2 separate regions of the Astyanax mexicanus genome follow, and region 2 is linked to region 1. The links are chromatin contacts, called in public Hi-C maps. All regions are on one chromosome and are shown on one strand. Each heading gives the region's core, a stretch centred on a gene start, on an enhancer-like site or on the middle of the called end of the contact. The rest is flanking DNA. Distances are from core to core; before and after follow the strand shown.

Region 1 (3,517 bases), core at 959-3,458:
ATCTATTTGTTAAATAAATTGCATGATAATACATTTGATTAATTTGAGGTTTGGGTCTTCTTGAAAAGATAAAAATAGCTTTGTATATTTTAGAAAAATACAATGTGCATGTATATATATGAATTTGTTTGTCAAAAGTATCAATTATTTGAACATGCAGTCAACTATTTCTTTAAATTAAAGACTTTTTGAGAGAAAACATGCTTTTTAAATGTCACATAAGTTTAATTTGAAAGGGTTTCAACAAGCAAATGGCACCCATTTGGCGAAATAGCCCATAAAGTAATTAAATATTTAAATATTTGTATAAATTTGTAAATATGAGTAAATGAAGCCAGTTAACCCAATGCTAGGTTAAATTAGCCAGGTTAGCTAACAGCATAGATAGCACAGGAAACCTTTAACTAGCCTTCATAAACAGTACAAATCCTAAATACTACAGCCATACACTGATTAATTACACATTAATCTTAAACAGAAATATATATTTATTCTCTAAAACACTGAATTATTAACTCCAAAAGCCTGAAATTAAAGCTAAACCCTCTCTAAACTATAAAATCTCACTGCTGGACATTACCGAGGGGCTCCGCGCGAGCCCTACCGTTAGCCGCCCGCTGCTAACGCGGCTAACCGCCTCTCCCCCGCCGCGGAGAGCCGTTTCCCGCCGGTACCGCGCCGCGTCCCCCGCCCTCACTTACCCCCGCATGTGGTGGAGCGGCCCGCGGTCCGGCTGCATGCTGTGGGGGAGTCCCGATGATAGAGCCGCGCTGAATCAGGGCTGCGGATCTCTGCCCAGTCCACAGGCCAGCGGCCCAAACCCCAGCGGCGCGCCCGGATGATGTCAGGACAGCAGGGCTGCGCTGAGCTCCGGGAGCCGCGCGGTGCAGATTCACAGATCTACAGATAATCCGGATCGGAAACCCGCTTCACCATCTAATGCGCATTCTGTATAGTAATCTGATTTAGGAGTTTACAACAGCGTGCGGCTCAGGGAAAGTCCAATGGGGGTCTCCGGCTTCTGACCTCAGCGCTAATCCAAACACACGCACGCACGCACACACACACACGCGATAATTCGTGAGTACGACCTCGCTGCTAAACTATCCAGTAAAAAAAAAGCTGGTCATCCAGACAAACATACTCTAACTAGTCAAGATTTGTTCTCTATCTTTATTTTTTTAAGAGTGGAAACAAGATAACTAAGTCGTGGGGACGACATATAAGCCCAGGACTTAATTATCTTGTTTCCAACCTATAGTAAGCTATATATTTTAAATCCTTTTCTTTAGCAGGGATCTATGGAAACCCCCACAGGTGACATAATGTAAAAAAATAAATAATGCGTGGCCACTTCTATTTAAGGTGTGGGAACAGAATAATTAAGTCGTGGGGAAGACTTATATGGCCAGGACTTCGTTTCCACACCTTAAAATTCAATACGTTTCCATGCCCTATTAATACTTTTTTCTGCTTCTGTGTGCTTTGTTTTCACTGCTGCTGTAACACTATAGATTGCCCCTTATCTTATTTGTTCTTTATCTTATATAAATATATAAAATATATATAATATATGTCATAGATTTTAGCTCATTGTCTTAGCAGCCCATGCTATACTTTCTCTCTGCTTCTGTGTGCTTTGTTTTTACTGCTGCTGTAACACTGTAGATTACCCTGCTGTAGGGCTAATAAAGGATTGTATTATTTGATCTTTATCTTACATAAATATAAGTCGTAGCGTGTGTTTATAGCTTATATTCTTAGCAGCGATCTATAGAGCCTGTGATGGGACATCATATAAAAAAATCTGTAATGCATGGCCAAAGATTCTCAAATACATACGTAAATACATTAGTAAATTCACACCTTTTTGTATCTAGTACGGTTTGAACAGGTAACTAGGTAGTTCATCGGTTAAAATAGCTAAATACGTAGCTATATACACATTTATTTTTTTTATTTTTAGCTGCTAAAACCACGTAAACCCAGTGAAATATCCCCAGAAGTGAAATATCCCCAAAATATAAAGAATTAGCCAATTCTTTACATTTAAATGTTAAAGCTTAATCTGAAGTCTTAATCGCGATTAATCACATAATGTCGTTACGATTAATTCGATTATTTGTTTTTATTAATCGACTAACACCACCAGGAGCGTGCCCCTCCGCGCCTGTAGGTGGCGGTGTGTCTGCGGGCTGTCTTCTCTCTCCACCAATCAGAGCCGGCTTTCCCTGCTGTTGTCAGAGTACAGTACAGTGTGTGGGCAGCGCTCTCCGGACCAGAGGAACAGAATTAGAGAGCGGGTTCTGACGGACAGCGGGTTTTTTAATCCGGCGTTTTATTAAACACACCGCAGATTTACAGCATGTCTGAGACCGAGCCCAAATCAGCGCAGGACCTGACCGTGGTGGTGAGTGCGGCTTTACTGCGCAGGCGCACAGGGCTGCGGGGATTCCGCCGCTTCTGGGGATATTTTACTGGGTTTACTGGGTTTTAGCATCTGAAAATAAAGAAATAAATATCTGTATAGCTTCTTATTTAGCTATTTTAACTGATAAACTACCTAGTATCTTGTTCAAACCGTCCTAGATACAGTATAGTGCCTATTTACTAATGTATTCACCTAAATAAAACAGTAAATGTGGATATTCTGATATAATAAAAGCTTTAATAAGCTATTATTTTAGTCCAAAATGATTCCAGCGATGGTGACACCAGTTCAAACTCAGATTATATTGTTTAAAATCTATTTCTAGGTGTCAATAATGCAGTAAAGTGTTTACTAGTAGAAACTGTCTTATATGGCTTATATATCATATATGAAATTTGTACCAGCAATGAAATCAGACTAGTTTACCTACAGTACATTACCAGAATCACATGATATCTGGGATGTAATGTTGCTTTTTTTACTATTTAAAACGATTAAAAACTGCATTTGCAGGTATCTAATTAATAATTACTTTTAACTAATATAAAATGTATTATAAATTTAGTCTGACTAGTACTGAAATGCTAATTCAAGATCTGTAATGTAGACTAGGTGCATTTAGAATATGTGTAGTTTTAATATTAAAAATATAAAAAATGTAAGGGATGCACGATGATATCTCTTTATCTATATTACATCGTATCAGTCATTATGGCCAATATTTCAAATTGATACTTGAGATAATATAAGCCTTTATTAATCCCACAGCAGGGGAAATTTGAGGTGTTACAGAATCACAGAGGACAGAACAGAAGTGGGTACCACTTTAAAATAAGACTACCTTTTTAAAGGGTTTATAAATGGTTTACAGTTAGTTTATTAATGGTTACTAATTAGGTTGTAAATGCCTTAAAAATCATTAATAATCAGTTATAACACATACGTAGAAAGGGCAACTATATAGATGTTGTGGGTTCACTATTTTGCAAACAACAGGTCATTGTTGCCCTTCCTAAGTATGTGTTATAACTGATTATTAATGATTTTTAAGGCATTTACAACCTAATTAGTAACTATTAATAAACT
Region 2 (3,330 bases), core at 794-3,293, 660 kb after region 1:
CTAATCTGCAGCAGAGCCACCTAGGCCGTTAGTACAAAAACCTGGCATGGATTTTTACTTTCTGGACCTAAAGTACCCACCGCTACCTAATTCAACATTAACCATCACTACACAACCCCCACATTACCCTAACAGCCCCCGTCTGCCCTCTACAACAGCGATAATGTTAATCAGAGAGTAATAAAGCGGGTTATACTCACTTTATACGGCTGTATCTGTGTTTAAAGCGCGCTGTGCTGTTTATACTGTGCTGCTCTCAGCGCCGATACGCCGCCTCTCCGCCGCTTCCACCAGCACCAAACACTACACTAAACAGGGTTGCCAGATTCGTACAGTCTACATACACACAGAGAGGATGGGACTCTTATTATGTAATTTATTTAATTTATTAATACCATTACAAAGACAGACAAATATTTGAAAGCCACGATACGATATAAAATATAAATTGTATAATAATAATAATAATAATAATAATAATAATAATAATAATAATCTAAAGGCAACATAGCTAGAATGGGACTCTTATTATTTGAACTTCTTTTTAATTGAATTTATGTCCATAATAAATGTAATTCAAAATTTCTATATCTATCATTTAAAAAAATAACTTTGCTTAATGTTTAAATATTTTTTTCTAACATTGCGAAGACAAAAAAAAAACAATCTCACACCAAATATTAGAAAAAAAATAAGATATATACATATATATATAATTATAGGGATATATAATAATAATGATAGAAATCTAATCTAAAGGCCACGTCGCTAAAATGGGACTCATTATTTAAATTTGAGTTTAATTTACTTCTGCTTATATTAAATGTAATTCAAACAATGGAAAGACCAAAATAATTAACTAATAAAAAGTAAAATATATATATATATATATATGTGTGTCCTAATGCCAATTAATAGCCAATTTCAAACACAGTCAAAATAAATCGTTAAACCCCCCCAACCTGGCAACACAGACACACAGGCAATTCAGACACTGCAGCGCTTCCTTCAGGTGAGTTTAAGTAATTACCTGCAGATCGCAGCGCTGCACTAACCCGCTTCACTAATCTCCTGCTTTTATACATTTACAGAAAACTACAGATTAATCTAACTATATTTAGATTTATTAACGCTAAATATCAATAAAAAGCCTTAGAAATTTCCACAGGTGGGTGCTGTTCCAAAAACCACCACTAGAGACTAGAGATTTACAGAAATACAGACTTTTATTTTGCCACATTTTCTCTTTTTTTTGTCAATGTATTTTAATTTATTGTGTTACTAATGTGTCCAAAATATGACAATAACCTCTGTACATTTACTGTCTAAAATGAAAATAAATTAACGTCTAAAAAAATATGTTAATGTCTTTGTCTATGTATTTTAGTAATTTCTAGTAGAAATTTATTTACAGTGTTTCTTATTTGTTTCAGTTGTATCCAAATGTAGTTTGGTTTACCCGTGTACATTTAATAATGTATAAAACAAAAATTAAAAACACGTGGCTCCATAGACTGTACTGGTGTACCTTAAAAAGTTTGAATATCATTGAAAAAAATATTTCAGTAATTCAGTTGAAAATGTGAAACTCATATATTATATAGTTTGGATTACATACAGCGTGATCTATTTTAAGTGTTTATTTATTTTATTGTTGATGATTAGCTTACAGCCATAATCATTAACCACCACTGTGTTTTATTATCAAGTCTAAAGTCAGTGCAGTTTTGTTTTCCCACAAAATCTTACAGCACTTCATGCTTCCCTCTGCTACTGACGACGTTTATGGAGGTGCGGATTTCATTTTCCAGCAGGACTTGGCACACTGCCCACACTGCCAAAGTACCAATTTGTTTCTAATAATATTCTAATTTTCTAAAACACAGATTTTGTTTTTTTTTATTGGCTGTAAGCCACAATAATCATCAACAAGAAAAAAAATTAAACGCTTAAAATAGATCACTCTTTGTGTAACACACCTATATAATATATGAGTTTCACATTTTCAACTGAATTACTATACTTTTATTGTGTATTCCGGAGTTCGCGTCACTTCCGGTGAGAGCGCTACCTCTGTGGGGCCTCGTGTTTCCGCTCTCTCTCTCGCGCCGCTCCGTGAACGCCATCATGGGTCGTATGCACGCTCCCGGGTAAGCGCTGAATTTACACTAAAATACCCATAAGGCGGCGAGAAATGCGATTAAAAAACGATGTTGCCAGCATTAATAAAGTTCCATATACCGCAATCCTGGAGAAAAGCGCAAAATCTGCAGTTTATTACTTAGATTGCAGGGGTAGAGGGTTAGCGGGGGCTGTATCGGGGTGGAGGCCGCGGAGAAAGCGCGGAGAGCCGGGGGGAGCGCAGCAAGAGGCTGGAAGCCCGAGTTAAACGGGTTTAATTGAAGAATAAATGTTGTTTTACTGATTTAAACATTTATTCAACGGGTATTTAACCCTCTGTGATCAATCTAGACCTGACTTGAAGCTACAATTCTTCCTCTGAATTGAGTTAAACGGCAACAGAAACTGGATAATCGGCTCTCGGTTAAACAGCGAATTTGTGCTGTATTCAGAATAGAGCTGGATAATGAACCGCTATCGATATTTTATCGTATCGTGTTTATGTAAAAAAAAAAAAAAAAAAAAAAGCATTACTAAAAGAACACTGTCCCAACTGTACACATAATTATAGGCTGTAAAACTCCTCTTTTCGCTATCACTACTATAATGTGCCACTATTTATGAATTTTGTCTGTATGTCAATATGATTAGTAAGTTGTGTTGTGAATGGCTTTACTACATCACCCAGCTCTCAGTGCATAATTCACTTCACTTAAATTGTTGTACTACAATTAAACAGTTTATTAGCTAATATAACACAAATTATAGCTGTAAATTCTAGAAAATTCGAGATACTGTTTTTACAATAAATAAAATGTAAATACTGTTTTCTGTCTGTAATGCTCAGACAAGAAAACTATAATGTTCCACTGTAAACTCTATTATGTAAATCCTAGTAACAAACATTTAGTTATTTTGTTAGTTGTGTTGGAAGCCTGTGTAATGCTTTTTCATATTAACCTTTATTTCATAAGCCATCCCTAAACAGTAAAATAAACTATTAAAAAGTGTACTAAATCTAGTGTAAAATTAGCTGTTACTTTTCCTCAATGACTCTAGTACTACTGTTTTTCCTGTGTTTTTGCAGTAGATGCGTCAGGCGACTGTTTCATTGGTTTATAAACTTGTTCGTTGGCTGGTTCACGGTCCGTTCTGCTGGACAGTCTTATAATAAAGAAACATAAAAATGAAGAAAATACATTATGTCCA

What was found. Hi-C and Micro-C count contacts between places; a contact is called where the count stands out from the background.
Region 2: a Hi-C map of blood shows a contact between it and region 1, with 6 times the contacts expected there. The contact joins the promoter of rps13 here to the promoter of hsbp1a in region 1. A contact is called at or near these places in 2 of 3 Hi-C or Micro-C datasets (blood and muscle).

What each region holds. Positions count from the first base shown.
Region 1 is chr16:38,566,143-38,569,659 of AstMex3_surface, forward strand. hsbp1a (heat shock factor binding protein 1a) reads left to right here and starts at 2,209. Exons shown (of 4, transcript XM_007237621.4): 1 at 2,209-2,410. The coding sequence starts at 2,366. It overlaps atxn1l (ataxin 1-like), which reads right to left and starts at 1,054. Exons shown (of 3, transcript XM_015602535.3): 1 at 702-1,054.
Region 2 is chr16:39,231,045-39,234,374 of AstMex3_surface, forward strand. rps13 (ribosomal protein S13) reads left to right here and starts at 2,044. Exons shown (of 6, transcript XM_022670102.2): 1 at 2,044-2,150. The coding sequence starts at 2,128. It overlaps nucb2a (nucleobindin 2a), which reads right to left and starts at 320. Exons shown (of 13, transcript XM_049465422.1): 1 at 201-320.